Linked DNA regions of Mus musculus: regions 1, 3, 4, 5, 6 and 7 are each linked to region 2. A link is a contact called in public promoter capture Hi-C data. All regions are on one chromosome and are shown on one strand. The core of a region is the stretch at or near the end of the contact, and the rest is flanking DNA. Distances in the headings are between cores, read along the strand shown.

Region 1 (4,004 bases), core at 423-2,922, 1.9 Mb before region 2:
AACTGACTCCCAAAAGTAGTCACAGACCTCCAGATATATGCCTTGACACATACGCACCCACACAAGTGCATGCATACAAAATAAATAAAAGGCAATTAAAAATAAAAAGAATTGAAAACAGGAGCATACATAATTTTCAGCTAGGCCAAGAAACATAATTGGGCAAGTGGTATTCTAATCTCTACTTTAAAGAAGAGGAACTTCAGTTAAAACATCAAAGCCAGAAGCATGCTCTTAAAAACCAAAACCAAAAACAAAACAAAACTCACTGCTCCTCTAGATTGCAAAAATACCATTAAAACAAAACAAACAAACGAAAAAAAAAAAAACCTTCTGTTGTATTTTTCTTGGTAAACTTACAAAGTAGGATTTTTCTTGTCACTATCCTCTATATGACATCCTGGGGAAAACAACTGTGACTCAAAAAAAAAATTAAATATGAGAAAGAATGGCTCCATGATAGAATAAACAAAACAGGAAGCCTCAAAGGGCCATCAGATCATTAATGGAATAATAAAGTTGCTGTTCCAAGTTACAAAAACTACTCTCCCTTCACTGACTTCTATGGGCAGCTACTGTGAGACCTGGTAATACGTTCTTACATCTGCAAGTTAGTATGCACTTCTAAGCACACACAGCACCTTATTTATCAAAAATGTTAGGAGTGTTTTGTCTGCATGTATTAATGTGCAGAAGAGGATGTAGGAACCCCTGAAGCTGGAGTCCCAGATGGTTATGAACAATCTTGTGGGTTCTGAGAATTGAACCTGGGTTCTCTGCAAGAGCAACAAGTGTTATTAACTGCTGAGCCATTGCTCCAGCCCACACAGTAGTTTAACAGTTATGTGCCGAAGACCCTCAGATGTCTAGGCCATTTGCAGTTTTGGAGATTTTAGTACATTAAAAAGTTAGATGTACAGGACTGCAGAGCACCTGGCTACTATTGCTAAGTGTCTGCATATCTGTACTATTATTTAGAAGATAAAAAAATCTGATATATGCCCAGTTAGTGCTGACTGGGTAGATCATGGGCCACACATCAGTGGTAGGATGCCTGGGAACTAGCCCAATAGTTATCTGCTTTGCAACATCGAGGGACTTCGCTGCAGTTTGCCTTCCTTACATATATCTGTTGAATCACTCAACGGAGGGAGGAAGCACAAACACACCTTCGATGCCTTTTCTCAGAGAAAAATAAGTGGAAATGACAGGTACTCACTTTCAAAAGTTGGAACTGGGAGGAGCGTCTTCAGACCAGCACTGGTGGGAAGGGCTGCCCAAGAATCTACAATGACAAATCAAACCATTACTGTTACACTCTGATCACTCCTGACAGAGGTGTCTAGAAGCACGGGGGTACGAGTTCCACTAAATGGGCTTCCAAGGAAGCAACTAGGCTCACGGAGCACCGTCTCCCGCACATGACCAGGACCCAGGCCTCCGCATAGTGGAGGTGGAAGAAGTAAGGAAAGCGCAGGACCTATCGCAGTAAGCATAGACTTTGGAATGTGGGGAGGAAGATCGGGGAAATGCCTTTTTAAAAGATGAAACAGGTTTCTGACCTGAAAAGTGCATCCGCAGGAGCGGCGCGGGGACGCGCGTCAACAGCCTCCACATGGCCACGCGTGTGCTGCCGGGTCAGGTTTCTCTCAACTACAACAGTGGCTTTTCCCAGTTCAGAGCTTTGCCGGCCCGCGGACACAAGACAGGAAGTGACGTCATCCTGTCCCACCTTTTATAGAGTCCTGACGGAAGTAGAGGAAACTTCCAGCACCTGGTTCTGGAGCAGGTTATCTGCGGGTTAAAGGTCCCACAGGCCAAGCCACGCCCGAGGTGTTTCAAGTTTCCGCGAGGGTCTTCTCAGTTTTTTTCTGTTTAGTGACAGCTCTGGGTTTTCTCCTTGGTGTAGAAAGCTGCGAAAGCCCGAGGTTTTGTAAGAAGTTGTTCCCTTAACTTTCCGTACATTTATGTCTCTTCTCTAGGGACATAGAAAGATGCTATTGATTTGTCATTGGCTTATTTACTGTGCGCTTGCTGAGTTTGGTCTTGACAAATCTATCAAAAGAGCTGTAGCTGGAGTTTTCAAGGTAAAAGCACTGGCTTGGGCATTCCCAACCGGCTGGGTTCGATCACCTGTCCTTTTACTTTTATAATTAAAAAAAAAAAAGATTTATTTATTTATTATATATAAGTACACTGTAGCTGTCCTCAGACACACCAGAAGAGGGCATCAGATCTCATTACAGATGGTTGTGAGCTACCATGTGGTTTCTGGGATTTGAACTCAAAACCTCTGGAAGAGCAGTCAGTGCTCTTAACCGCTGAGCCATCTCTGCAGTCCCACCTGTCCTTAATATGCTAATTAAAAGAAAGTAACCTCGAAAAGCCATTAATTTAAGGTAGCTTCATTTGAAATAATAAATGATGGACTCCAATGACCATTCAAGATCATTTTCATGGCCCTGATATGAGCTTTAAGCTATTTATTTATTTATTTATTTATTTGAGACAAAATCTCTATGTAGTTCTGGCTGTTCTAGAACTCACTATGTAGATAGGCTGGCCTCGAACTCACAGAGATCTGTCTGCCTCAGCCTACACAGTGTGGGATTAAAGGCATGTACCACCACACCTGGCACCTTTAAGTTTAACTAGTGGACAAACTGGGGCATCGAGTGGGGAGTCCGCTAAAAAGTATGCATAATTAAGCAGTCCTGGTCTAGGCTGATCATTGCTTCAGTTTTGGTTTGGTATGGTGGTCATCTCAAGCTGGCATAGATTAACAGGATTAATTTGTTTCTATAAATGATCAGTTTGGTTTCAAGATTTAGCCTTGTCTTCACAGAAGAGGGGTAATGTTCTGTCTTCAAAGTTTTTCCTTTAAGAAATCCAAGAGAAGGAGCTGGAGGGATGGCTGGGTCGTTAAGGGGATTGGCTGCTCTAGTGAATGGACCACACCATAATTTAATAAGGAAGGGAAATGAAATAATGTATAATTATCCTTTTGGAAATGTTGGACATATAATTTTTCCTGAGGCTGGAGCTTTGTAGTGATTAGAACAAGAGGATTTGTATCTAAGCTTTTAGGAGACAGATGAAATTAGCAAATGAGACTGATGTCTGTTGTGTTTAAATCATGTTAAATCTGTGTGCTCTTAAGAATTAATTTCACAAGCAGTAAGTACAGCCTTCAATGCTTGTGGATAAGATATACTGGGGAAATTGCTTACAAATCTATTCACCTGTGCAATACATCTGCTTCCCAAGTATTAAGAGACTCTACAAATCCACCCCAGGACACAATTTAACTTGTTTATTGATATTCCTCCTTCTGCGCTGGCAAAAGGCCACATTTTGAAAGACCTGAGAGTGGTCAGAACTCCAAGTCCCCTCTTTTTAAAAGAGATGTAATCCATTCCACGACAGGTGCCACCCATGCCAGGAAGGTCAACAAAGGTGTGATAAGAGGCAAGCATCTTGGTTGGGAGGAGTGTAAAAATGAAGAAATGAAGAACCTCCTCCTTCCTGTCTTATCTTCACTATTATCTCTCTACTTAAAATAGCACTGAGCCGAGGGACAGTTTCCACTAAGGTTAATTCAGTGTTGTATTATGTAGTATTGGGCATTTAGATTTTGAAATTATGTTCTTTGTAACTATAAGGGACAATTTAAAAAGATATTTGCATATAAACAAGACATTTACATCTATGTGCAGGTGCCCACACTGGCCAGAAGAGGGAGCTGTAGTTGCTGCGCAGATGCTTGTAAACTGCCCGTACAGGTCCTCTGAAAGAACAGCTCTTAACAGTTGATTCATCTCTCTAGTCACTAGCAGTTGCCATTCTTAAGTGGGAGAGTAATGAAGAAACACAATAGCAGCAAGAAATAGCAAAATATCAGCCCAACCCTTTCTAGATAAAGGTAGTGAACAAAAGCTGGGTGAAATAGTTGATTAAAGTTGATGTGTGATAACATCTTCCAGTCTAATGGATTATAAATCACA
Region 2 (4,068 bases), core at 1,130-3,629:
AACTTGGGTCGTTGCCAAGACTACAGGTTGCTCTCCATTAACCAATGGCAAGGCCCCATTGCTGATAACACTTACAAGCCTCGTTGAACATGAAGAAGTTGAGCTGATGCCTAAATAGAGCCTTCACTAGTATATTCTAGCATCTTTGGTTCAGGAACGTACTTTGTATGCTACCAAAAGAAACATAAACACAAATCCAGCCATAAACTGATGGACCAGCCTGACTTCGTTTTAAGATTAGAAGCCACTTAACTGGTGTTGAATGCCTTTAATCCCAGCACTTGGGAGGCAAAGGCAGGTAGATCTCTGAGTTCAAGGCCAGCCTGGTCTACAGAGTAACTTCTAGGACAGCCAAGGATTCACAGAGAAACTGTGTCAGAGACTGCCCTCTCCTGCCCCCAAACTAAGTTCATTCCTGATTTCTGTAAAAATTGGGCTTGACTATGTCTTGACCCATTTTTTGGAATTTGACATATTCCACACCCTATATACCCTGACCTCCACTCCATGATAAGATCCTCTGAAAATCCCCCAACCCTTGAAACCTTCCTAGTCTTGCAGCTATATAAATCCCACCTTCTCTTGTATTTGATGCTGTTCTTTCAAACCCTACTTTAGGGAGACAGTCCTGTATGATAGAAAATAAAGCTTGCTTAATTCAATTACAGAATTTGGGTAATGGTCTTTACTCTCTTTTGGTGGTGTCTTAGTTAGGGTTTTATTGCTGTGAACAGACACCATGAGCAAGGCAAGTCTTATAAAAAGCAACATTTAATTGGGGCTGGCTTACAGGTTCAGTGGTTCAGTCCATTATCATCAAGGTGAGAGCACAGCAGCATCCAGGCAGGCATGGCACAGGCAGAGCTGAGCCTTCTATGTCTTCATCCAAAGGCTGCTAGTGGAAGATTGACTTCCAGGCACCAAGGGTGAGAGTGTTAAGTCCACACCCACAGTGACACACCTACTCCAACTAGGTCACACCTCCAAATGGCGCCACTCCCTAGACCAAGAATATACAAACCATTACAGGTGGGATCAACAAAACCCTACAATGGTGTCTGCCTGCAAGGTATGTTGGGGCAATAGTGGCACAAACCTGTGGCAGTAACCAACCAATATCTGATTTGACCTAAGGCCCACTCCACAAGATCGAATCCTGCTTGGGTGAACAACAATCTGAGACAAGATAGCTCAGGGACCTAGGGTTAAACTAAATACTACTGTTCTACTAAAGGAACATAGCAATAAAATGACTCCTAGTGATTGACATTCTGCTACACTCAGATCATTGCCTTGCTCAGCCATCATCAGAGAAGCTTCCTCCTGAAGCAGATAGGAACAAATACAGAGACTCACAGCCAGACAGAGTTTGCACAGCTCTGCATCAGGTTCTTGCATATATGTTATGGCTTCCAGTGCTTTTATGGAATTCCCGAGTGTTCGAACAAGTGGGTCTCTGGTCTTTGTGCCTTCTCTTGGGGCTTTTTTTCTTTGTTTCATCCAATTCAGATATGATAGGTTTTGTATTATCTTATGTTTTACATCTTAGTTTATTATTATCCCTTAGAAGTCTGTTTTGAAAGGGAGTGGATACAGATGGAAGGGGAGGTTAGAACTGGGAGGAGCAGAGGGAGGGGAACTGTATCAGGATATAGTATGTGAGTAAAGAAATCTATTTTCAATAAAAGGAAAAACAATTTAAAAATAAATAAAACCCCTCTGTTTAATCTGTCCAGGGACATTTGTAGTTTCGCCCACCTCTTGGCTACTGAGAATGATTCTATAAAGAAGGTGGAGGTGTTTTATTTTACAGGTGGTGGTGACACACCTTCAACTCAAGACTTTACCTTTATATGTGGCCAGAAAAATTCTCCGTTGTATGTGGCGTCCAATCTGGAGGGTACTTAGCAAACACTTCCGGGTGACAATCGGAGGTCTAAGGAAACATTCTGTAACTATATGCCTGACTGCTCTTGGAGGGAAGGCTCTGTGAGATTTGCAATGTGTTTCTTTTTACTACTGCAAAGTAGCAGAGCTGTCATTCCGAACGCAGAAGCATTCCGGACTTGAAACGAACCAAGCGGCTGGCTCGAAGATAAATAGGCATCCTCCCCAACCAAGCCTGCCTTCGCAGTGCACGCAGGGACTTGTAATTCGTCGCAACCACTTCCTCGCCGGGTAGATTGCCGCAGCTTCCGGAAGTTGGGGCGTGTTAAAAGCGTCAACGTTCTTCTCCCCGCCTCCTAGTCCCACAGATTGACAGCACTAACAGCCAGCAGATAAGCGGACTCGTGCGTCCTGTTACGTGATTGGTTTGGAGTTTTGTAACCGCCCAGACAAACTTAAGGGGAATTGGTTGAGCCACAATTTTGAAAATCGTAGATTCGCCCGCGCTCTTCGCCCGGTAGGTCCTCGCCTGCGGCGAGCTCGCGGTACTGGGAGTCCAGCCGGTCCGGCGTGGCGGGAAGCTTAATCTGCGGAAGCCGCGGACTGGAAAAGGAGTGGTCCGGGAAGACGCGGCGCCGCCGGGTGAGTGAGAACGGGCGTCGGGAGTCGCAGGGTCGCGGTGTTCGGCCACTGGTCCCGGCCTCTTCGCTTCCCAGGATGGGCCAGGGGAGTCACTTTCGCCTATGGGTTGCTTATGGGTGTGGGGATCACTTCCAATGGTTCTAGGCTTGGAGATGAACTTCGAGGCCCTGCACTTGAGTCCTGGGATCCGAGAATGGTCAGTCCTCTTCCCCGCACGCCGGGCCTAACACCTGTGCAGAGCCTGGGCTGCTCTGTAAACCCGGACTTGAGTCTTTTTATGGCAACGGCTGCTCAGCTTCGTCCCAGCTGAGCAGCATTTAAAAACTGACCCAGCTCCGGAGACCGCCCTGCTACTTATTTTGTCATCCCCGCAAGCGTAGGCTCTTGTCAGCGGCGCAGTTCCCTCCAGCTTCCTGCTGCCAAGCGTTGGGATTGTGTCATTCTGAGCTTGAAACTATTGTCCTGGAGGCCTGTGGCTAGTGGTTAAAAAACATTTTAAATCCAGGCTCCGCCCTCCGATTTTCTTGGTGACTTTGACCTAGATTTGTATGTGCATGGGTATCTTGGAGTATGTGGCAAAAAGGAATTGAGAGGTTTCTTGGCATGGAGTAGGACTCTTGAGTGGAAGAGCAGTTTTAGCGATCGATCTTCCTGCTTGGAGGGGTGTGTGTGGGGAGAAATGCTTAGTTCATTTCCTGCACCCCCAGAGGAGATGGCAATTGCTAATCTGCTGAATGGCACAGAAATAGTATTTGTGGAGAGGAAGTGACCTTCCTTCTCCCATGGTAGGGTTTGTTTATTTCGTGGACTGAAGGTGAAGTTACCCAGGAGTCTGATTCTTGTTACACCTCCTCCTTTCCTCAGAGTCACCTTTTCTAACTTTTCAGCGAGGGCTTGCTAGAAAGCACATTTCCCCATGGAAGAAGAAGTGTGGTATTGGACTTGGTGAAAGAAGCGCTCACTCCGATTGTAGCATGAGCAGACATTTTGTAAAATTTCCCATTTGTTACTTTCTTATAGCTCCTCTGCAAGTCTTTGGAGTCCTTGTGCAGTTTTCTCTTCTCTTTGCTGGCCTTGAACTGATGAGGCCTTGGACTTGGCTAGGGCTGTTTTCTGGTGCAGGGGGATAGGGAGACTCAGTGGAGAGGCCATGCTGATGAGTAGCTGGCTGCACAGTTAATGCTTTTTCCTAAAGGCTCAGTGCCCCTATCCATTCGGTTTTGCCCCAGTTAGTGCTGCCTTTGGCCGTTAGGTCAGGGTGTGTTTTGGCCTGTTCTAACATGTGCCTACTGAGTTGCTCACTGAGTGTCCCAGTGTGTGATGGTGAGACAACCTTTAGGATTAGTTGATGGATGAATGAATTCATTCCACAAGTGCCAGACTCTTTTGTTGCTGAGGAAGGCACAAGGCTTACCCTCAGAGAGCAGGTTAGTGGGTAGAGGCCAGCAGTAGGCAAACATAAACAATCACTCATTTGCTGTGCACATAGCTGGAATCTGTGTGTGAGATCTTGGCTTGGATTGGAGGTCTGATCCTCCT
Region 3 (4,326 bases), core at 1,122-3,621, 1.1 Mb after region 2:
GCACTCCTTTAATCCCAGCACTCGGGAGGCAGAGGCAGGCGGATTTCTGAGTTCGAGGCCAGCCTGGTCTACAGAGTGAGTTCCAGGACAGCCAGAGCTACACAGAGAAACTCTGTCTCGAAAAACAAAACAAAACAAAACAAAACCCAAAAAACAACTACCATCTCCTGCACTCGGAACTTGGGAAATGCTAGTTTCTTTGAGCAAAAATAGCCTGCACCTCGAGGGACTTATTGATTCAGGGACTGGTGCAGGTTCCACAGTAAGGAGGTAGGGAATGTTCTCCAATATAACCATTGTTTGAAGCAGGAGGATTCCGAGTTCCAGATAAGCTAAAACCCTGCCTTAAAAAGGGGAAGAAGCCAAACACAGTGGCCCATATCTTTATTCCCAGACAGTGGCAGGCAGAGAACTGTTGAGTTTTGAATGCCAGCATGGTCTACTCATTGAGTTCTAGAACAGAGAGAACTACTCATTGACACACTGTTTCAATAAATAAATTAATAAACAAACAAGCCAACCAAGTGTGGTAGTACACTGTTTAAGAAGAGGATTGGAACTACAGAGTTCAAGGCCAGACCAGGATTGAGACCTGTCTCTCTTAGTGGGTGGTCTGCATATATGTAGACAAAACAAATAAAAGGAGGGCTGAGGATATAGCCCAGTTGACAATGTGCTTGCCTATCCTATCCTTCACACACACACACACACCACCCAGGCTGAGGCAGAATTTGAAACTTCAAGTCAGTCTGGACAACTTGGTGAACCATCTCAAAAAAATAACAGCCGGGCCTGGTGGCGCATGCCTTTAATCCCAGCACTTGGGAGGCAGAGGCAGGCGGATTTCCGAGTTCAAGGCCAGCCTGGTCTACAAAGTGAGTTCCAGGACAGCCAGGGCTACACAGAGAAACCCTGTCTCGAAAAAACAAGGGATTTTCATCCTTCCTTGTCTATAGCTCTGTGGGAGAACAGAAGGCCTGGCACACAGGGAATGACCTGGAACCTCTGATCCTCTTACCTTAAACAGTGCACTACTACACTTGGTTCTATTTATTTTCCTTTTTGCCAGACCTTGAGTTTAACTCTAGGAGCCCAACCCCCCCAAAAAAAAGTAAAAGTCTATGCAATACCGAACTTGGGAAGCTGACACAGGGAGACTGACTGAGGCCAGCCTGGGATACTAGGGCTGACCCTGTAAGGGAGAATTAGCCTTCCCTAGGGATGAATTCCCTAAATGGTTATCCAATCCCAAATGGTAAGCTTTAGAAACAAATATATACACATTAACACTAAATGGGCTCTGCATGTTGGATGAATTTGGGGAGAGAGTTGACAATGGGAATGGCTAGAGAAAGGAGACCAAGTAATTATATTTGAATTAAAATAAAGGTTCATTGGGTAGCTATTTTTCAGGCCTGGATAAATCATCAGTATTACACAAATACAAAAAAGGTATAACTTTCAAAGAAATCCACCTAATATCTAGCATCCTCTAAACAACGATCCTCTCCAAGCAACCCTAGTAAAAAGGAATACATTAAGAGACAGTGAAACTACGGTTCACGGAAGAAAATTCCCACTCCAGTTACTGTGTTCTAGGCACTTGGTAGAAATTATTTCATACGCACACAAACGCACACGCACATGCACACAAACTTGGGAGACAGGTACCCACATGAAAGAGGCGGAAAACAAGGCCTGAAAGTTTAACTCACTCGGGTTTAGTACAGCCAACTCCAGATTCAAACCTCAGCTGTCATAGTGTCCTAACCACCACAATGAATTAACATGTCAGGATAGGTGTTCCGACTAGAAATTTGATAAACAATAAGCAGCAAGCTACAAGAACAGACTGATCGTATCACAAAAAGAAAAAGAAAAATAGGGCACCAGGGTAGCCCACGACCAAGCGACTACTGACTCACATTTAAAGGAAGAGTCGGGCCGCCAAACTGAACTGACAGGCATCAACCACCCTCAAAGTTGAAAGGAATCTTGTCACCCCACCCCTGAGCCACAGGTTCTCCAACGCCTGAATCCGGGCGACTCTGGAGCCCCTGGGTCCCGCGGCGCCCCGCGCCCCCTGCCCGCGCGGCCACCGCTACCTACGGACGTAGGGCTCCTCGCGGCCTCCCGCCCCCGGGCTGAGGCCTAGGCCAGGGCCGCCCACCCCAACCCACCGCGTCGCCTCCCGGCCCGAGGCCCCGCACTGACCGTTGTATGACTTCCCTTCGTCCGCCATGGCACAGGCAGGTACAGGGGCGGGCTCAGGCGCAGAACCTGACGCCACCAAACGCCAAGGAGCCTTAGCGCTCAGGACAGAATCTCTCCTACGACCGGCGCCACCGCATTTATCCGGCGAAGCACGTCGCGCGCCGCCGACGTCCCCAGGATGTGGGCGGTGCCGCGGGACGTGAACGCGCTCTCTGAGCCTGCGCAGAAGCAGGGCGGCCGCTCGGGGGCGTGGCCAGGCCCTCCGAGGCCCGCCCACGGCCGGAGCTCCGGCCGGATGGCCTATCGGCCGGCCCCGCCTTCCTATTTCTTCGCTGGCCCGGTCCCGGAGCTAAACCCTCTGCGTTAGCACTGAACTCAAGAGGAGCAGGGTCGAGGGCTACACACAAGAATGGAGACCTGGCCTCTGAACGGGAGTAACGGCCCACAGTCCCCGCCGGTGGGATCCCGGCAGCGAGTAAGTCGCAGCTCAGTTCCTTGCCAGCCGCTGGCCTATGCCCTCTTAGCTTTTCTCATCTCCACGACGAATTATGACGAAATAGAAAATTGGAATGTAAGCCCCACTGGAGCAGGAACCTTAACTAATGCGAACTTTTCTTCCTCCAGCACAGTATCATGCCCAGTGTGAAACCCAAGTGTGAATTAAACGAAATCCTGTCCTTCGTAGGTTTTTAAATTGACTAATGAAAAAAGGTCTTTTAAATTGACTAATGAAAAAAAAAGTCAAGTCGGGTGTAGTGGAGCAGGTCTTTAAACCCAGCATTTGGAAGGCAGAGGCAGGCAGATCTTTGAGTTTGAGGCCAGTCTTGGCTCTATAGAAATTTCTAGAACAGCCAGAGCTATGTAGAGACCCTTCCTCCAAAAAAAATAAAATAATAAAATAAAATAAAAAAGCTTTAGTCTTACTATCAATACTTTGTCCAGTTCAGAGATAGGGAACACTACATAGACCATCTCAAAACAAAATCAGGGATCTAGTGAGCCTTAAGCCTTGATCTTCACTTCACTCAGTCTGTCATACTGAAGCCTAATTGGTAGACCCAGGTCAGCTAGGTAGGTAGCTAGGGAAAGTTGCTAGTTTTGGGTTTTGTTTCTTGAAACAGGGTTTCTGTGAAACTTGCTTTGTAGACCAAGTTGGCCACAAACTCAAGAAATTCACCTGCTTCCAACTCCCAAGTGTTGACTGAAACTTTAATGTCAAACCCAAGAGCTCTAGGAAACTTTTCTGGTGTGGCTAGGACTATTGCAGCCTTGGATCCAGATGCTGCTGTGGGAGGGGGAAGCAGATGGGGTGCTGGTAGGCATGGAGCATGACTTGATTTGAAGATACAAAACAGGCTCAAACTTATGGGTACTGTCTTGGAAGTTGCCGCCCAATTATGAACCCACTTAGTCCAAAGGAAAACTCTTATGAAGTGCTGCTGTACTTGGCTACTCGCTTCTAGGGGGGAGTTGTGTGTACAGAGCTCCGGAGCTACCCTGCCTATCAGTAGGGGCCCATCAGAGTCACTGACTTAACCCTTTTGGTTCTGGTATTGGGCAGTGGTTAGCTTTTTGCTGAAGTCCCCCCCCCCCCCCCAGAAATGACATCAACACTAGTGAGGCTGACAGTCTTGCTGTAATTGGGAGGAAATAGGCTGCAGCATGTTTGGCATATTGAGAGTCACCAGTAGCCAAAGTCAGGTTTGTGCAGGCAACTGTAGGGCTCAGAGCCCCCTCACCTCACATGGTGAGGAGAAGGCGGCAGTCAAGTTCTAGCTGACCCAGATGATGAAGTTGGTCCCTTGGATACTTCTTGAGGATTCTTGCCTCTCAAGAAGGAAGGGCGTTTTCTCCTCTTGCTGCCAGTTACGTTTGGGGGAGGCTGGTTATAGGCTTATAAAAATCTCAAGGTGGAGACAACCTCCCCCACTGGCCCCTAGCTGGCTTCTGTTCCCAGCCTCTTCACAGCAGAGTCCAAATCCAGAACCAGTGTGTTTCATGGGCCTGAGGATAGGACAGAGTGGCCAGAGACAAGGGTGGGGAATCAGGGACACTGGCCATTCTTAGCAGTTCCAAGGAAATGGCCTTTCTCCCAACCACCTTGCACAGGCT
Region 4 (4,281 bases), core at 1,215-3,714, 1.1 Mb after region 2:
TTTGTACTTTAAGTCTATGCCACCCTCTCCCTGTCTCACTTTTTGCCTCATGAGCAATTAGACTCACATGCTTACCCAATACAGGTGTCAGATAAAAGAACTAGAGGGCAGACATGAAGTCATGTAGACATGTGGAAGAAACCAGCCAACACCAGTTCAAAGGGATAATTTCAGTGCTAGTTTTATGTTCCAGAATGTGGAATGAGCAGTTACACCTCAGGAAAATTCTCAGTGCCCTTGGAGAACTGGCTGACTTGCTCTGCCCTATAACATCCTGTTTATCTGGCTGGGCAAAGAAAAGGGTAGACAGCTTCGGGTTGGGAAGAACCTTCATTCTGCCACCCTGGAGTGATGAGGTGCTTCCAGCCTTCTCTGTAGCCATCTAGCAATGGTAAGAGCAGGCCTGGCATCAGTTCATGCTCCCCAGATGTTAATTTTTAGGACCAAGTGCAAATTCTTTGGGTGGACCTCCACCACCACTGCTATGTCTCTCTGTCGTTTGGGAGCCAGAGAGGGGCTGCACCCCTAGAATGGTGCTAGCCTCTGGATCTGGTTTGCTGCGTTTGGCCAGGTCCTCATTGTGAGCCTTGCGGATGTGGCGGTAGAGGTCCCCTGACTGTGTGTAGCTTCGTAGGCAATAGCGGCACTCATAGGGCCGCTCACGTGTGTGCACTGTGGCATGTCGCCTTAGTGTATAAGAACATGAGAAGGTCTTTCCACAAGTCTTGCAGGTGGGAACATCCTCTGTAAAATTTCCAAAGCTCCCTTGGGCTGCTTCATACTCAGGAGGAGGGTAGAGTGGTTCATGCAGGGCTGCTGGTGCAGGCAGGGGTGAGGTTACCAGCCCTCGATGATACTGCCCTGGACCTGGCAGCAGATGGTATGGTAGATGAGATTCCGGAGGCAGGAAGTGGTCACTTGGCCCCACCTCCTCTAGTCCTGTTGCCCCTGGCTCCTCAAAAGCCTCTGCCTGTGAGGGCTGTCCCCCATACACTGCTCCTCCAGGTGGGAACAGCCCTTCAGATCTGTGGGGCTGTTCCTCTGACAAGTCAGCCTCCTCATCAGAGATCACAATAGCTTCTACTTTTACCTGGACCAGTTCAGCTTCAACTGGGGCTGGAGCCTGGGATAGAACTGGGGCTGGCGCTGGGGGTGGGGCTGGAGCTGGGGGATAGAAGCCTTGCAATGGTCCTCCAGTATCCCTTGGTTCCACCACCCTCAGACTCTCAGGAACCACATCAAGAGGAGTCAAGGGCTCCACCGAAACTCCTGGAAGGCCAGAAGAGAAGTAGTTTACAGGAATGGTCTCTGTAGAGCTACTTGGGCTGGCAAGAGAGACGGAGACATCAGCCACTGGTGGAGGAGGTGCCCGAAGATGTGATGAGTCAACTTCCATGCTTGGTTGTGTAGTGTCTGCCCCCCCAGATACTGGTGGCTCATCTGCAGGATGAGCAATGGGTAAGGGAGTGGCTGGACCCTTCCATTCCTCTTTGTTCCAGCGGGCTGACGGTTCAACAGATGCCAGTAAAGGCTGTGGGCCTCGAGAACTGCCTGACAAAAACTCCAGACTAGCAGGATTGGTTTCCTCTTCCTTCTTGGTACTGTCTGCCTCTGCCAGAGCTCGGGCCTGCAATCGTTGCTTACAAACCTTAACAATGTCATTCATGTGCAAGTAGCTGGCAGCTGCCAGCACATCTTCTAGAGGAGTATCTCCCCTAAGGGCCAGCTGGCCAGCATACATAAAGTCCAAAAGCAACCCAAAGGCTGGGGCCGTGACAATCTCATTGTGAATACACACCAGGTCCCTCTTGTCCAATTCCCGCTCCTTGTAGAAAAGCTGAAAGAATGGGCTGCAGGAGGCCAGCACAGCCCGATGGGCCAAGAACTGGGTACTACCAACCATCACAGTGCAGTCACAAAGGAAACCCTGGGACCGTTGCTCCCGCAGGCTCTGAAGCAGCTGCTGACTGTGTTCTGGGAACTCCATAGCACCCCAAGGAGGGAAGGGTGCCCAAGAGAGTTCCCTACCACTGACTCCCTGGGAAGAAAGGACAGTAAATTAGGTAACTTCCATAGCAACCTCCACATCAGCCCTTAAATAGAGCTGACCACCCAAGGCCTCTGGCAACATGCTGTCCCCCACCCCCAACCATGTTTCAGTTAACTGCCCTTCTTTTTCCACTATCCCACCCAAAGACCTGTTGGCTCCGCCCCCTGAGCCTAACCTTAGGAATCGTCCCCGCCCCTATTCGAAAAAAAGCCCTGCCCCCGGAAGTCCCGCCCCCTAAGCAGCCTGTGCTTCCTCGATTCTCAGCCGGTGCCTTACAATGAGTCCTCCAACTAGGACTGTCTTTTGCGCCCAAGCTTTCCCGGGTGATGCCTTCACGCCCCAGACCCGGAACTTCCTGCGCTTTTCCCTCTCGAACTCCAAGGCTAAGGACTCCCAACGTAGGAACTAGCAGAGAAAGCTGAGCCCTCACCCACGACCTAGCAGCTACTAGGAGAGCTCCGCCTCTTCCCACCTCCGCTATCTTAATTGGCTCAAGCTTGCCCTCTCTTGTTGTGGATTGGCTCACTGTGAGCTACCCCGCCCCTCGATAACCGGCTTCTCCAAATGGGCAATCCCTGCCATTGCTCAGGCGTCGAGGCTCACAATTGGTTGTTGCTCCTGTCCTAAACTTTTCTTCCTCATCCCGCCTTCCCTCAGAGACCTCAGGATTGGCTGAACTTATTCATCTGTTTCCCATAGGGAAATTACCCGCCTGGGTGGGGCGAGGTTGGCAGTAACGCAGTGTATTCGGGAGTATACAGCCTGTTTCTGCTGCGGACTACCTAGAAGGAGAACTATAACAAAATGGTGTGATAACCTGTAGGCCCACGTCTAGACCAAGCTCTGCCGAAACAGTGGGCAGTAAGCCACACCTCCCAAAAGTGCAGTTCACTCTTGCAGATCTGGTCCTCGAAAATTACAGGATGCGCCACTAGTTCAGGCTCAGTAGTGGTGTTAGTAACTACCTCTAACTCTATGAAGATGATGGACTGTTCTCTAGGCAAGCCCTAGTAAGGACAGAAATGGGACAGAGTCTAAGGATATCTGTGTTGTTAAAATCTTTTCCCTGAGGGGGGCTGCGATCGGAATGTAAAGTCAATAAGTAGAGAAAACAAAACAAAACAAAAAACTCTTCTGTAAGGTCCCAATGATAAACCAAGGTACTATGCCACTAGTACCTTGGGCCCCTGAGAACTTATTGGCCTTTCTTACAGAGCCTAGGTGAGGGGTTACTTACAGGAGTGTGGGTGAGCCACTTCAGAAGTCCCTGGCTAAAGGGTTTACCCAGCATAATGTTCCTGTAGCCATATAGATGGAGCTCCCTCCCTAAGTCATTCTCCACCTATAGAATTCTGGGTATATATATATATATATATATATATATATATATATATATATATATATATATATATATATATATATATATATATGTATATCAATCAGGTAATATATGTAATATATATATTACACACACACCCAGCCCTGGAGATCCTGGGGTCATGTGCAATTAGGGAACTGGTTGAGGGAAGTGACTGGATACTCAAGTGAGGGTCTCATGACCCTCCACAGCCCCTCATCCTATAAGGGAAAGTCAACAGTCAGCAAGCACAGCTGAGGTGGTCTTCTGCCTGCAGACCCAGCTAAAGTTCTGAGGAGGATGGTAGTTTGCCTCCAAAGATAGTCCTGTTTGGTCCCATAATACACATGTGGTTGTGCATGTCCACAATATGTTCAGGAGGTAGAAGACAGAGCATCGGAACTTCAAGGCCAGCCGGAACAACAAACTTTCAGCACAGCCTGGACAGCATAAAACCCAAGTGTAGGTGATGTGCTCTTTTAATCCCAACACTTGGGAAATAGAGGCAGGCAGATCTCTGAGAGTTTAAAGTCAACCTGGTCAATATAGTGAGTTCTAGGCCACCAGAGCTGCACCATGAGTCCCTGGAAATAGTTCCACGAATGGAGTTTTGTTTATTTTTTCAATTGAGCTACTTCTTGTTTGCTTGAGAGGATTTCCACATGTAGCACAGGTTGTCTTGGAACTTAGAGTGCTCCTGCCAATGTCTCACCAGCAGGAGCTATAGGCAGGTCAATGGTGACCAGTATTGAAGAAACATTTCCCCCACCCTGTACCTTCTCCTTTTTTTTTTTCCTTTAAAATGACAAGCCCTCACTTAACACAGGCTGTCCTCATATTTGCTCTTGTATCCAAGGATGACCTAACACTCCTG
Region 5 (3,811 bases), core at 280-2,779, 1.9 Mb before region 2:
CCTATGGTGGCCTTATCTAATGCACCTTTCTGATTCTATAATAGTCTGTGACTTTCATTGTATCACAGCTATTGTCCAGCTATGTAAATTAGATATCGGTAGTAAGCAGAGTGCTTCTATTCATGGAGATTATAAGGACTTAGTGTACAGGAGAAGCACGGTTTCTTCTCCCATCCCCAGAGCTAGTTTTGCATCAAGTAACCTATTCATGCCAGCCTTCCTGCTGTTTGTCTGTGGATCTGAATGAGTTTAACCTCTTACTGGTTGCTTCACTAATAAGCTAAAACATTAAAATATATTCATTTTATATTTGCATGAGAGTCACAATTTTTTCCCTGTTGAAATCAATTATATCCTTTAAAATAATTTGCTGGGACTTAAAAAAATTTTTTTTTTACTTGTATGAATGTTTTTGCCTGCATTATGTCTGTATACCACATGTGTGTAACCTCTGCAGAGCCCAGAAGAGGGCGTTGCATCCCCTGGAACTGTGTGTCACCATGTGGATGCTGGGAATTGAACCCAGGTCCTCCAGTCAGTGTTCTTTACTGCAGGGCCGTTTTTTGCAGCCTAAAATCAATCGCGTCTTAACTGGAATCCTTTGTTCTTGCTTCAAAATGAATCCATCCTCCTTCCTCACTTCTGTCCAGATTTCAGACGTCCACACTTCGAGAGTTTTTCACTGTAACCCCTCTTACTGGAGAGGTTGAAACAGGAGAATGGCAAGTTCAAAGCTTGCCTGGGCAATTCAGGGAGATTCTGTCTGAAAGGAGAAAACCTAAGGGCTGATGCTAGAGAATGAGCTCGGTGGCGGAAGGTTTTCCAAGTGTTTGCTGGGCTGGGGTGGGGGTGTTCAAGCCCTAGCTGTAGGGTTACGACCACCAGGGGGCGTGGAAACTTTCGCAGTCCTCGCTGGGCCAGCGTCAGGACAGGAGCCGGAGGTCAGATAGAGGATTAGAGTTGATTACCGCATAGTTGGCTCTAACAGCTCAAGCCCTGCCTTACTTGACTACCTTTATGGCAGCGGAGGAAGTCAGTAGGAGCGTGCACATCGCAGAGGGTAAAGTCCGGTTATAATTAGAAAGTATCTATGGCCTTTAAGATTGAACACAAAGTCGAGGATACTTCTCGAACTTGAGACCAAGTCTTCACTAGCGCCAATTGTTGACCACTACTCTGGTCGATACGCCATTTGTTATCCCCAAATCAAATACGGAGGGGAAGGGAATAGGGGCACCGTTGAAGAGGAAGGGCAGTGAGAAGAACCACACTTTTCTAAAAATTCTTCAAATCCCAGGGCTCTTGACAGCAAGGAGGAGAGAGGTGGGCTTAAGTTTTCCAAATCAAACAAACGTCTTTATCCTACAACTCTGCCCGGTAGTTAAAAGTCAGTTGCTTCTTTTCTCGTACAGGCTAAGCAGAAAATTGCTAAGCAGCCTCTGATTTATATAGCTATGGAAACGGACTCTCCTAGATTCCCTCAAGTTATTCAAATTGTTAGTAAAAGGTGACTGGACCGCCTACACGACTTCGAGAGGCCCCACAACCACTAGCATCATAATCCCCAAATTCCTCGCCGCAGCCCGATCCAGGGCATCTCATCTGCAGTTACGCCCTACGGGAACAAGTCTCTGAGCCCGAACCGCACAGATTTTATACCCAACAGGTCCCTTCTTTAAGGCGGAATATCTCTTGAGCATCATCGGAACGTTTTCCCTCATCAAAGGGAGCAGGAACCAGCTTGTCTTCAACCTGAGGAGTCCGCAGAGGGCCGAACAATAAGAACAGTGCGGAAAATACGGAATCGAAGCCAGACAGACCACCCCCGCCTTTTTTTTTTTTTTTTTTTGTTTCTGCCTTTCGAGGGGCATGGGAAGGTGTGCCCGGAATGCTTCCGGCGCTGGAGCGCGCTGGCCCTTTAAGCAGGAGCTCGGGGAGCGGCCCAGGTATGGGGCGGGCCCAGGGGCGGGCGAGCCCTGAGCCGGCGCGGTCTCGTAGCCGGATTTGGAGCGCGGCGCCGGCGGGGGCCGGAGGGGGCGGCGCGGCGGACCTCGGTGGCCTCGGACGCTCCTCCTCGAGAGCGGCCGCCGCCCGCCTCCGCCCGCTCTAGCAGCTCTCTCGCCCCGGCCGGCAGCCGCCGCCGCTCCAGGCCGCTCACTTGGGACGCGCTCACCTGAGACAAGGCGCCCGCCGCCCTCACCTGGGCCAGGATGAAGGACCGGCTGGAGCAGCTGAAGGCCGTGAGTCCGCGGCGCTTGGGGGATCAGGCGGGCCCCGGGCTGCGGGGATCGGTCATCAGGATAAGTGGCGTGGGAGAGGGGCTTCTCCTAGTTCCCCTAACCCAGGCCGCAGGGGTGCTCTGCGCGCTAGGCCTCCCTCCGCCCAAGCCCCCGCCTCATCCCGCGGAGCTTTGCACCCTCCCCTCCCCTGCAGGGTCATGTGCTCGGTGATTCATCACCTAGCTGCGATTTCCCTGGACGCCCGTAACCCTCTTACCCCTTCTCCCCCAAAGCTGGACAGGGTTCCTCCAGAGCTGGACCCACTCGGGGACTTGAAATCAGCGGGGCTAATGGAGAAGTCAGGGGGCTCACCTCACCAGCTGTCTTCTGCCGCCTGGCACTGTGCCCCAAACCGGCCTCCTCTCCTTTCTATTTCCCTCCCGGAGCACCGGGCAGGGCTACTCCATCCCCGGAGTAGTTGAGAGTTCCGGGTGACTTCCGGAGCGGTGAGCCTGTTAGGTGCTGAGATGGCACCCCTCTTCCCATTCAGTGGTCTGTAATTATTTTGTCTTGTACCCCCGGAGACAGCTGTGGTCGTCTGCCGCACAAAAGCTGAAAAGCTTAGGTCACTTACTCTTTTGAGCCTATTTCCTTGTCGGTCAAGGGAGAATCTTCCTTCCTTATAGGTCTGTTATGAAGGTTGAATGACATAATGGGATTGATATAGGGAAGTGCTGAAGCATCAATTTTTGGAGGTATAGATTCATTTAGTAAGTTACTGAGCACATTCTATGGAGCAGGGCGAGTGTGAAACTTTAGGAACCCACCCGGTGATACAGGCTGCCACTTAATGGGATATAACAGTGCAGCCCTGGAAACTCACAGTGGAGTCTGCCTCCTAGCTAGCCTAGAAGCGCGCATCAGCTCAGATCTCAGACTAGACCTGGTGAAGGTCTCACCGAGTCTTCCCAGGTGATTAATGAGCTCCTTACAGTAGGGAAGTATTAGTCTGCATTAGCACTGGGGCTTTGCCCTGGCCCTACTGCTTACTGGTTACCCTTTAAACTCCAAGCTTAAGTTTTGTTATCTGTAAAATGAGTAGGTATGCAAGCTAAAAGCAAGTGAGCTGCAGGAGAGCCCTTTGTATGGCGCCTAGGACTTATGCTAATAACTTAATGTTTTTTTTTTTTTTGGCTTTTTTTGTTTTGAAATAGAAATGTTGGTGTTGTAATTGTTTTACTTTCTCCTCCCTTGCAGGGATGAGATCTTCCTCACCCTGTTTGCATGCTCTGGGTCCTGGGCTGTAGAATAGGTTTGGGAGATGGAGAAATGAGAGAAGGAAGAGACAGTTGCTTATTGTGGGAGCCAGCCTCTGCCCCAAAGTTGCTTTTTCACATTTGAGCCTCAGGGCATCCTGGTTAACTGAGGGGCAAACTTTACTTGGTGCTCTTTTGTAGTTGGGATAACCTGGATGGCAGGGATGCCCCTTGTCAAAAAGAGTTCAGAGCTGAACAGCAGTCAGAGGCCGCTCCCTTTACTTAGTCAGGGAATCTATTTTGAGACTAAGATACTCCCTGGCTCTTTTCAGTAGT
Region 6 (3,912 bases), core at 1,364-3,863, 1.2 Mb before region 2:
GCAGAAGCAGAAGCTAGCGAAACTGCAGAGTTAAAGGTTAGCCTGTTTCTTTCTAACCACTGCCTGACACCTTTGCCCTTGTTTATTGTTAGAGCTTCACGGGAAAACCACACGTAGCTAACCTCAGAGCTTTGAGCTCTGAAGTATAAGTCAATAGTTAAAGTTTAAATAATATAAGTTTGCAATTATTATTTGGCCATAGGGCTGAGAATAGGGAAAGCTTCGAACTTTGAGGAACAATCATAATTCTTAATTCTTTGTGAGATGTGGTCATTCTTTTGAACTTCATACATCTGGTAATGATTATACAATGTCTCTCTACCTGCTTTTTGGAGTAACAATAAAAGACTGGGGCAAATTAGAGGTGTGAGGTGTGTGGGAGTGTGAAGAGTGGAGAGTGCAGTATGTGAGAGAGAGAGAGAAAGAGAGAGAGAGAGACAGAGACAGAGAGATCAAGCTTTGAGACTTGCTCATTAGGTTGTACCCGAAAATGTTACCTGTGTGTTCATTATGCACCTTCCAGATATCCCTGCTTCCAGCTGAGACCCCTGATCCTGTGTAGAGGCTAGACCCCAGCAGGTTATGAGTCACCATGTGGGTGCTAGGAATTGAACCCAGGTAGTCTGGAAGAGGAGCCAAACCCTTTATCCACTGAGCCATCTCTCCAGCCTCCAGATCAATTTTTTTTAAGTCCAGTTCATGACTATTCACATTTTCAATAAATCAAGCACAGAAATACCCACATTTACTTACATAGGAGAGTAACAATTATAGAGAACAGGGTCATGAACCTGAGAGGGAGTGTGGGGAACTTCAAAGGAATTGGAGGGCACAAGGTAGAAATGATATAAATATAGTATTCATGTATGAAAAATAAAATAAATTTAAAACAGAATACAATGCTCTTCAGTGACGCTTGCAATAATGTCTTTTAATCAAAGTACTTCCAAAATTTTTCTTTTAAATAAAAGAGAGGGGAGGGGAGATCACAGTGTATAGATATGCATACTTTTCTCTTGTTCTGTCTTTTTTTACACTGGCTTCACTTGTGAACCTAGTGTTGGGGGAGGCAAAAATATTTCGCCTCCCCACCCTCACAACTGCTAAAAACTAATTCTCTTCTTACTAAATTTTTATTTTGGAAAATAGGGTTTTTTTTTTTCACTAAAGATGCTTATTTCTGCTGACATGAAATGTATAGCTTTAGCCTAACAACTAACAAATACATCTTAGTCATCTCTGCTTTCATTTATTCAGTGGTAAATATCAAAAAACGGAATCCTTATAAGCTCTTTCAGAGTCTTTAGTTGATTTCCTCCAAGTGCAAAGATGTCCCGAGTTCCTTGAGTTAGAATACACTCACCCTCTCAGAGCCCTAGGACACAGAGAATGGGTCTCCATTCTGGAGCCTCACAACCCAGTCTAAAAGCCCTTCACTCCTCCTCCTCAGAGGCAAGGGACCAAGATCAATGTTGAGTGACAGCTCTCTTGACCTGCCAGTCAACTTGATAACCTCCACCTATCTTCATTGTTGTGTTTTGTTTTGTTTTTTATTGCTCTGAAGAGACATATGACCAAGGCCACTGATTTTAATTAATTAACTTATTTATTAATTAATTAATTTGGAGGCCCACAGTTTCAGAGAGTTACAGTCTGCAATCATCATAATGGGAAGCAGGGCATCAAGCAGGCCGGCATGGCACTGGAGCGGTAGTTAAGAGTGTACTTCCTGCGGAGGAAGAAGAGAGGGGATCGGGGGAAGGGAGAGAGGGAATAAGAGAGAGAATGTGCACAGTGGGACACACCTCCTCCAGCAAAGCTACACCCCCTAATTCTTCCCAAACAGTTCCCAACCAGGAACCAAGCTTTTAATTTATGAGGTGGGGGGGTCTCACTCAAAGGACCACACCCTATGGAGAGCGGGGCCTTCTGTCTCTGCTGGGGATTGCCTCCTCTTCCTTATATTTCCATGTCACCTCTATTACTCCCAATCTGACCAGTCAGCTGGCTGTGCCAGCAGTGACTGCTTCCCTGTCACTACACAAGATCTTTCACAGACACTCTATGGGCTTTTTAGCAACGATAACAAGGTGGCACCAACAGGAGAGCTCATTAAACCTATTGTCCCTTGGTTCTGGAGGCAGGAAGTCTGAGTTCAGGGTGTCAGCAAGGCTCCATCCTTCAGGAGGACTGGGAGGAGAGTCTCCTCCAGGCTTCTCCTAGCCTCTGGCTTCTGGCAGTATAATAGTGAACTCTCCTTGTATTCACATCTGCTAATTCTTTAACCTACAACCCACGATGAAAATGCAAACACAGGAGATACACGCTTGAGTGTAATCCTGTGTCCTGCCTGAAACCACATCCTAGAGAGCCCTGAAGAATATCCACTGACCCATGTACTTGTGTTACTCTTACCAAAAAAAAAAAAAAAAAAAAATCAGCATTTGCTTTAAATCATTGAAATATCATATTATGTCTGCTTATTTCCATAGCCAAGGATGAAGCAGTTGTCTCAGGCAACACTGTACTGTGTTCCAAGCAAGGAATTTCCCAAGTGGGAAAAGGCTCTTGGGCTGTGTTTGCAGATCTTCCTGTTTGTTTGTGGGATAGGCCAACTAATTGTGTAAACTTCTCTCAGACTCGGGGTTTTTCAGTCCACTCCTGTTTAGCAAATAGTGCCCCAAAGCAATTCAAAGGGAAAGTGAAACTGACATTCTCAAACTTTATATAAAAAACCAAAGAGAAGATCAGCAGGAGTCTAGCAGACAACCTGAGCTGCAAGATGTCTCCCGTAAGTACCTCTTGATCTGTAAGGGGAAATCTATAGTGGGTAAGAAGGCCCATGGAAGGCCTCATCCCAGCTTACTGGAGAGAATGAGTGTCACCTTCTGTCTTTGAAAGCTTGCATTTAGTTTGTTATTATTTCTAAGTCTGTTTTTCCAGGAAGATATAGTTCTTGTGGGGTGGGTATCTCCTGTCTGACACCACAGAACTCAATTCTAAGCCTGGGATGTAGAGAGGAGACAGCACTAGGTAGGCATATGAAGGGCCAGCCAGGCGCTGCGGGAAATACACACACACACACACACACACACACACACACACACACACGCACACGGAAATATCTGGAAAGGACAAAGCAAAGGACTTAAGCGTAAGTTTCTCCTGGGTCCTCCTGTGTAAGTTCTTTCTGATTTTCTCCTCAGTTGTGGATCACTTCACTGACTTTTTCTCAACGTGCAGAGGCCTTAATTCCTTCCCCTTTTAAAATAGCTCTGTTCCAGCCCAGCAGACTTTTTAATGATCTAGCTTTCTCTAAAAGCTCAGAACAATGGCAGGAGTCTGTACCCTCTTCTGAAGATGAGGCACCCTGTATGTAGTTAGAATCTTCCTCTGCCCTAGAAAAAAACATTTGATACAGGCCCTGCTCTCTCCATGTTAGCTTTGCCTTCCCCCTCTAGCCTTTAACCATCTCACTTTTCTGACTGTTCTTGTCCATGACCTCACATCCTACTCTTACCCAGAGGAGCCTCTCTGTTTTGCTCCAGACTGCACCTAGAATTGTCAGGGTCAGAGTCCAGGCTCAAGCAATCCAGATTCATCTACCCAGTCCTTAATGGGCCAACTAAACAAATAAGAGTGGAAGGTAGAAAAAAATGAATTCATTGTGACTTCATTGAGAAGCAGAGCAAAGGGGTCCAGTGACTTGGCCCCACCTGGGCTTATCACTCAGTTTCTAACATGGAGTTTAAATAAAGAGCCAGAGGTATGCAAAGCGAAGAATTTCTTTTTTTTTTTTTTAATTTTTATTTTATTTTAATTAGGTATTTTCTTCATTTACACTTCCAATGCTATTCCAAAAGTCCCCCATACCCTCCCCCCCACACTCCCCTACCCACCCACTCCCTCTTC
Region 7 (3,754 bases), core at 921-3,420, 1.2 Mb after region 2:
TCACCAGCGATGGACTTTGACTAGTTGACCATCTTTAACCAGGTTGGGAGAGCCTGGCTGTTAGCAGGCTGCAACCTAGACCTTGCTCTGCAAGTGTGGCATCAGCCATTCTGGCCCCCTCATCCTCCGCCCTGCATGCCCCCAGATCCTCACTCCTGTGCTCCTCCCCCTTTCCTTTCTTCTCTCTCTCTCTCCCTCCCCCATTCTTCGAGGCATCACCATGGCATCAGAGCCGAGCAGAAACTCAGCTCAATTCACCCACCTCTTCTCTGCCTGCCTGCTTGGGAGCCCAAGATCCTGCCTCGCAAAGCTTGCTACACCCTTCCCTTTCCCACCATATCCTAGCCTCCTGTTCATGGAGGAGGCAACACAGTATTATGCTGAGGGTGAGGAGAATGGGGTTCAGTTACCGATGGGGCTGCTATGTTTCCCTAATGGGGCTATGGGTACGTTCATTTTGCCTTTTTAGCCTCGCTTTCTCTGACTGTATATTGGGACAGCTCTGCCTAGACCTTTCTGGACACTTAGAACTTCCTATTGCTCTTCAAGATCCATTAAAGCCAAAGCTTCCAGTCCAGCATGGAGGTTAGAATGATACCTTGTAGCCCTGTCCTACCATCTCTTCCTCTTACATATCTCAACAGCGATCATGGTTTGCCTTGTAGCTGAGATCAGAGGGTAGAAAGCTTTCCTTGGGCAGCTCATGGAGTAGCTGGTTACTCTGAGACAGGAGACTGGCTACTGGAGACTGCTAGCCGGTGAGGCAGGGGTCACTGAGCCAATGGGATGAGCTGCAGATAGATGTGCACTGTAAGAAGAACTGAACCCCTCTCCACTGGCGCTAAGAACCTCTAAGGTGAAGAAATTTCCATGAGCCAACTGCCCCTTCTCCAGACACCTGTCTTAGAGGTGGCAACTCCAAGAGTCAGAGCCTCTGGATTTAACTCATCCTTACTGGAGTCAGGGAACATGTGTGTGCATCAGTACCCTTGTATTGCCCGAAACCTGCCTTCTGCAAGCCAAAGATACAAAAACACAGGGAGGGCCCTCTGGGTCCCCTCGCGTGCCAGGACCACATTGTCTGGGTGGTGTGGCTATCCATGTGCTTATCTGTCTCCAAAGAGCACTGGGGCTTTTTGCCTGGTCTCCTGCTGGCTTCTGGCCCAACACCCACCTTGGCATCCAGCTTGTCCATCTGGCCAGCAGCCTCATTCAATCCATCTTGGGGGGCTGAAGGTGGATAGGGGAGGTAGGATTCAGGGTTTCCTGAAGGAGGAGAGAAGGAGGCTCTGGGACTGGTGTCCCCAAAAGTATGTACATGGGGTCACTCTTCAACTAGGTGCTGGTAGCCAGGGCTGCCTCCTGCCCTTCCCCTTCTGCCTTTAGTGTGCTGGGGGATCTGCTAACCACACAGCCATCTAATCTCTTCTGAAGTCTAGGTTGAGTTTCCTAAGAAGGTCTTTACCTCTTCTGCCAGCTAAAGCACAGAAAAACATCAGATAAATCCACTGAGAAGCAGCAGACAGGGTGTTTGTAGCAGCCAATGCCCACTGCTAGAGAGCCCTCTTGGCCTCTAGACCCCTCCCTGGCCACCTCCCCTTTCAAGAATCCACCCCCATTCCTGTCTCATCCTTGTCCCTGCCCTGTCTCAGAGGACCCTGATGCTTCTGCACCCAGCTCAACACAGCCCCTCCCAAGCCCTTCCAAATGTACTCACCATGGGACCGGAGAGGGGTCTGTAGGGTCCTCAGCTTCAGTGCTTCTCCGGGGGCCTGCAGTGTCTCCTGGGACCCAAACACCTGGCTCCCGGGGGGAGCTGCGCCCTGTGCTGGCAGCCGGAGAGGCACAGCCAGTGATTGGCATGTCCCACCCCCTGGCACGCCAGCCTTGGGGGGGAGGGAGGAAGGGAAAGAGAGGGAGGGAGGAAAGGGAGGAAAGAAAGGGAGGGGGAGCAGGAGGGAAGCCTCAGGCAGCATCTGGGGTTGGACTAAGTCCTGGAGTGTGCCCCCCTTGTCCACAAGGGCACCCACTTTGAGCCTCGAGAGGGAGGAGGCAGGACATGAGGAAAGAGAGCCCAGGAAAGCTAAAAGTCCAAGAGGAGAGAGAAGGCGGATACAGGGAGACAAACACCCACACCCACTGCACACAGACTGGCGGCACACACACACACACACACACACACACACACACACACACACACACCCTCTCACAAAGGCACACTCTGTTTCCCGGGCACCTTCCCCCACCCAACCGGAAAGCCCCCAACTCCTGTGCACCATGTCCCAACACACATGCCCCGACACACATGCCCCATTATTCACATGCCTGCTTCCTTTGCATACCCTCCCCCCATGAACATGCCCACGCGCCCACCCACCCACCCACCCAGCCACACACCCTGCTCTTCCTCCCTGCTGTGAGGGAGCTAAATTCCTTCTGTTTGAAAATGACACATTGGGCCTCACGTGAGAGGTTCCAACTTGGACCAGACCCAGAGGGCTGGCTCACCCACCCTGGGACGGAGTGACATGCCCGCATGCTGGGCAGTGCACTCTGGTGTATGGAAAGGTCTGGTGTGAGGGTATATGTGTATCTGGTTTGTGGAGCACTGGAGAAACTGTGTTTGTTCCATATGCTGTTCAGGGTCCGGCATGTGTAGTATGACATGTGTGCTCATGTCATTATGCAGCCTACGTAAATCCAGGTGTGACCCTGCCAATCTGGAGCCAGAACGCATGTGGGAGCGTGTGTCTGTGCTCAGTGTATGTCTGAGTGTTGCCCAACTGTGGAATTGGCTAATTTTGACAAGTGAGGTAGCATCTACCTCCCTGACTGCTCCACCTCCAGCTTCCCCTTGGTAGACAGACAGACAGGCAGACAGACTGCTCTCCTCCCTGCTTGTCAAACTGTCTCCCCTGACTCCCACTTTAGGTTCACAGGTGTGTACCTGGGAAGTACGAGCCACTCCTCCTCTCAGCCTACGGTTTGACCCTCATCCCCCCTCCCCCCCAGGCTGGTTTGGATTTCTGTGTAGAGTCTCCTTGGAGATAGAGACAACCCCTGGGGGCTTTGTCATAGGGACCTGGGTCCAGCAATGCCCCAATAGAGACTTCCTGGAGAGCTGACCACCGAGGAGAATTGGAAACACTAAAAGCTCCTGTGTGTTTTGCCCCATGGGCTGTGATGAAGCCCTGGGAGGGAGGTGGGAAGGACCGAAATCAAGATTGCCTTTATGGAGGAGAGAAAGCTAAAGGTAGGTTCCAGGTGAGCTCTAAGCTCAGGGTTTTGGAGTCCGGGGCACACCCATTCTTCCTTCTCTCTTCATTTTCCTACCAATGTTGAGACTGGAGCTCAGTTGCCAAAGGAACCAGAAAAGGAAGAAATTGACGACGACTCTGGGGCTTGGGCCAGCAGATACGGGACACAGGTGGCAGGTACGTGTGGGGGCATCTGTACTCTTGAGGCTGCCAAGGGGTACCCAGTGCGCCTTCTCTCTGTGTTTGGTCATATACTACAGTTTGGGGCGGAGGGGGTGTCGGGGTCAGAGGATCTGAACAGCTCCTCCTCCCACCTTCGGTGGCATTAGACCCTTAGGGTTAGGTCAGAAAACAAGCAGTCTCTGTGGCAGGCTGCCCCCTACTGGGCCATCCTTAGGTTGCGGGCTGCATGTTGGGAGAGCCGTGGGGGTGCGTGTACTTGTGCGTGTACACGTGGTTTAGAGTGGGGGAGTTAGGCCTCCACATCCATTTCCGAG

The links. Promoter capture Hi-C pulls out the DNA fragments that hold promoters and counts their contacts.
Region 1: a promoter capture Hi-C map of liver shows a contact between it and region 2, with 5 times the contacts expected there. A contact is called at or near these places in 4 of 39 promoter capture datasets (hippocampal neurons, liver and pre-B cells) and 1 of 9 other capture datasets (adipose tissue).
Region 3: a contact with region 2 is called in a promoter capture Hi-C map of pre-B cells. A contact is called at or near these places in 12 of 39 promoter capture datasets (the 3T3-L1 cell line, 3T3-L1-derived adipocytes, cranial neural crest and 8 more), 1 of 484 Hi-C or Micro-C datasets (B cells) and 6 of 130 datasets of targeted methods (astrocytes, embryonic stem cells, extraembryonic endoderm stem cells and 3 more).
Region 4: a promoter capture Hi-C map of pre-B cells shows a contact between it and region 2, with 7 times the contacts expected there. A contact is called at or near these places in 14 of 39 promoter capture datasets (the 3T3-L1 cell line, the C10 cell line, the HPC-7 cell line and 9 more), 1 of 484 Hi-C or Micro-C datasets (pre-B cells), 8 of 130 datasets of targeted methods (embryonic limb bud, embryonic stem cells, epiblast stem cells and 3 more) and 1 of 9 other capture datasets (liver).
Region 5: a contact with region 2 is called in a promoter capture Hi-C map of hippocampal neurons, with 7 times the contacts expected there. A contact is called at or near these places in 3 of 39 promoter capture datasets (hippocampal neurons and liver).
Region 6: a promoter capture Hi-C map of liver shows a contact between it and region 2, with 2.9 times the contacts expected there. A contact is called at or near these places in 3 of 39 promoter capture datasets (liver and pre-B cells) and 1 of 130 datasets of targeted methods (pancreatic cancer cells).
Region 7: a contact with region 2 is called in a promoter capture Hi-C map of hippocampal neurons, with 3 times the contacts expected there. A contact is called at or near these places in 4 of 39 promoter capture datasets (cranial neural crest, hippocampal neurons, second pharyngeal arch cranial neural crest and 1 more) and 1 of 9 other capture datasets (adipose tissue).

What each region holds. Positions count from the first base shown.
Region 1 is chr19:11,768,083-11,772,086 of GRCm38.p6, reverse strand. Mrpl16 (mitochondrial ribosomal protein L16) reads right to left here and starts at 1,672. Exons shown (of 4, transcript NM_025606.3): 1 at 1,563-1,672; 2 at 1,220-1,285. The coding sequence starts at 1,617.
Region 2 is chr19:9,897,800-9,901,867 of GRCm38.p6, reverse strand. Incenp (inner centromere protein) reads left to right here and starts at 2,379. Exons shown (of 19, transcript NM_001369356.1): 1 at 2,379-2,529. It overlaps Gm50340 (predicted gene, 50340), which reads right to left and starts at 2,190. Exons shown (of 3, transcript NR_168101.1): 1 at 1,848-2,190; 2 at 791-1,000.
Region 3 is chr19:8,755,148-8,759,473 of GRCm38.p6, reverse strand. It overlaps Nxf1 (nuclear RNA export factor 1), which reads right to left and starts at 2,371. Exons shown (of 21, transcript NM_016813.2): 1 at 2,215-2,371. The coding sequence starts at 2,242. 1700023D09Rik (RIKEN cDNA 1700023D09 gene) reads left to right here and starts at 2,505. Exons shown (of 2, transcript NR_132423.1): 1 at 2,505-2,689; 2 at 4,324-4,326. It overlaps Stx5a (syntaxin 5A), which reads right to left. Exons shown (of 10, transcript NM_019829.4): 10 at 3,832-4,326.
Region 4 is chr19:8,800,731-8,805,011 of GRCm38.p6, reverse strand. Zbtb3 (zinc finger and BTB domain containing 3) reads right to left here and starts at 2,464. Exons shown (of 2, transcript NM_001098237.2): 1 at 2,327-2,464; 2 at 166-2,038. The coding sequence starts at 1,987. The coding sequence ends at 431.
Region 5 is chr19:11,817,121-11,820,931 of GRCm38.p6, reverse strand. Stx3 (syntaxin 3) reads left to right here and starts at 1,529. Exons shown (of 11, transcript NM_152220.2): 1 at 1,529-2,240. The coding sequence starts at 2,211. Gm41810 (a long non-coding RNA gene) reads right to left here. Exons shown (of 2, transcript XR_003952942.1): 1 at 2,592-3,811; 2 at 1-2,279.
Region 6 is chr19:11,049,267-11,053,178 of GRCm38.p6, reverse strand. It overlaps AW112010 (expressed sequence AW112010), which reads left to right and starts at 2,613. Exons shown (of 3, transcript NR_102366.1): 1 at 2,613-2,791.
Region 7 is chr19:8,662,421-8,666,174 of GRCm38.p6, reverse strand. Chrm1 (cholinergic receptor, muscarinic 1, CNS) reads right to left here and starts at 2,170. Exons shown (of 3, transcript NM_001112697.1): 1 at 1,718-2,170; 2 at 1,175-1,266. 9830166K06Rik (RIKEN cDNA 9830166K06 gene) reads left to right here and starts at 2,840. Exons shown (of 3, transcript NR_045314.1): 1 at 2,840-3,434.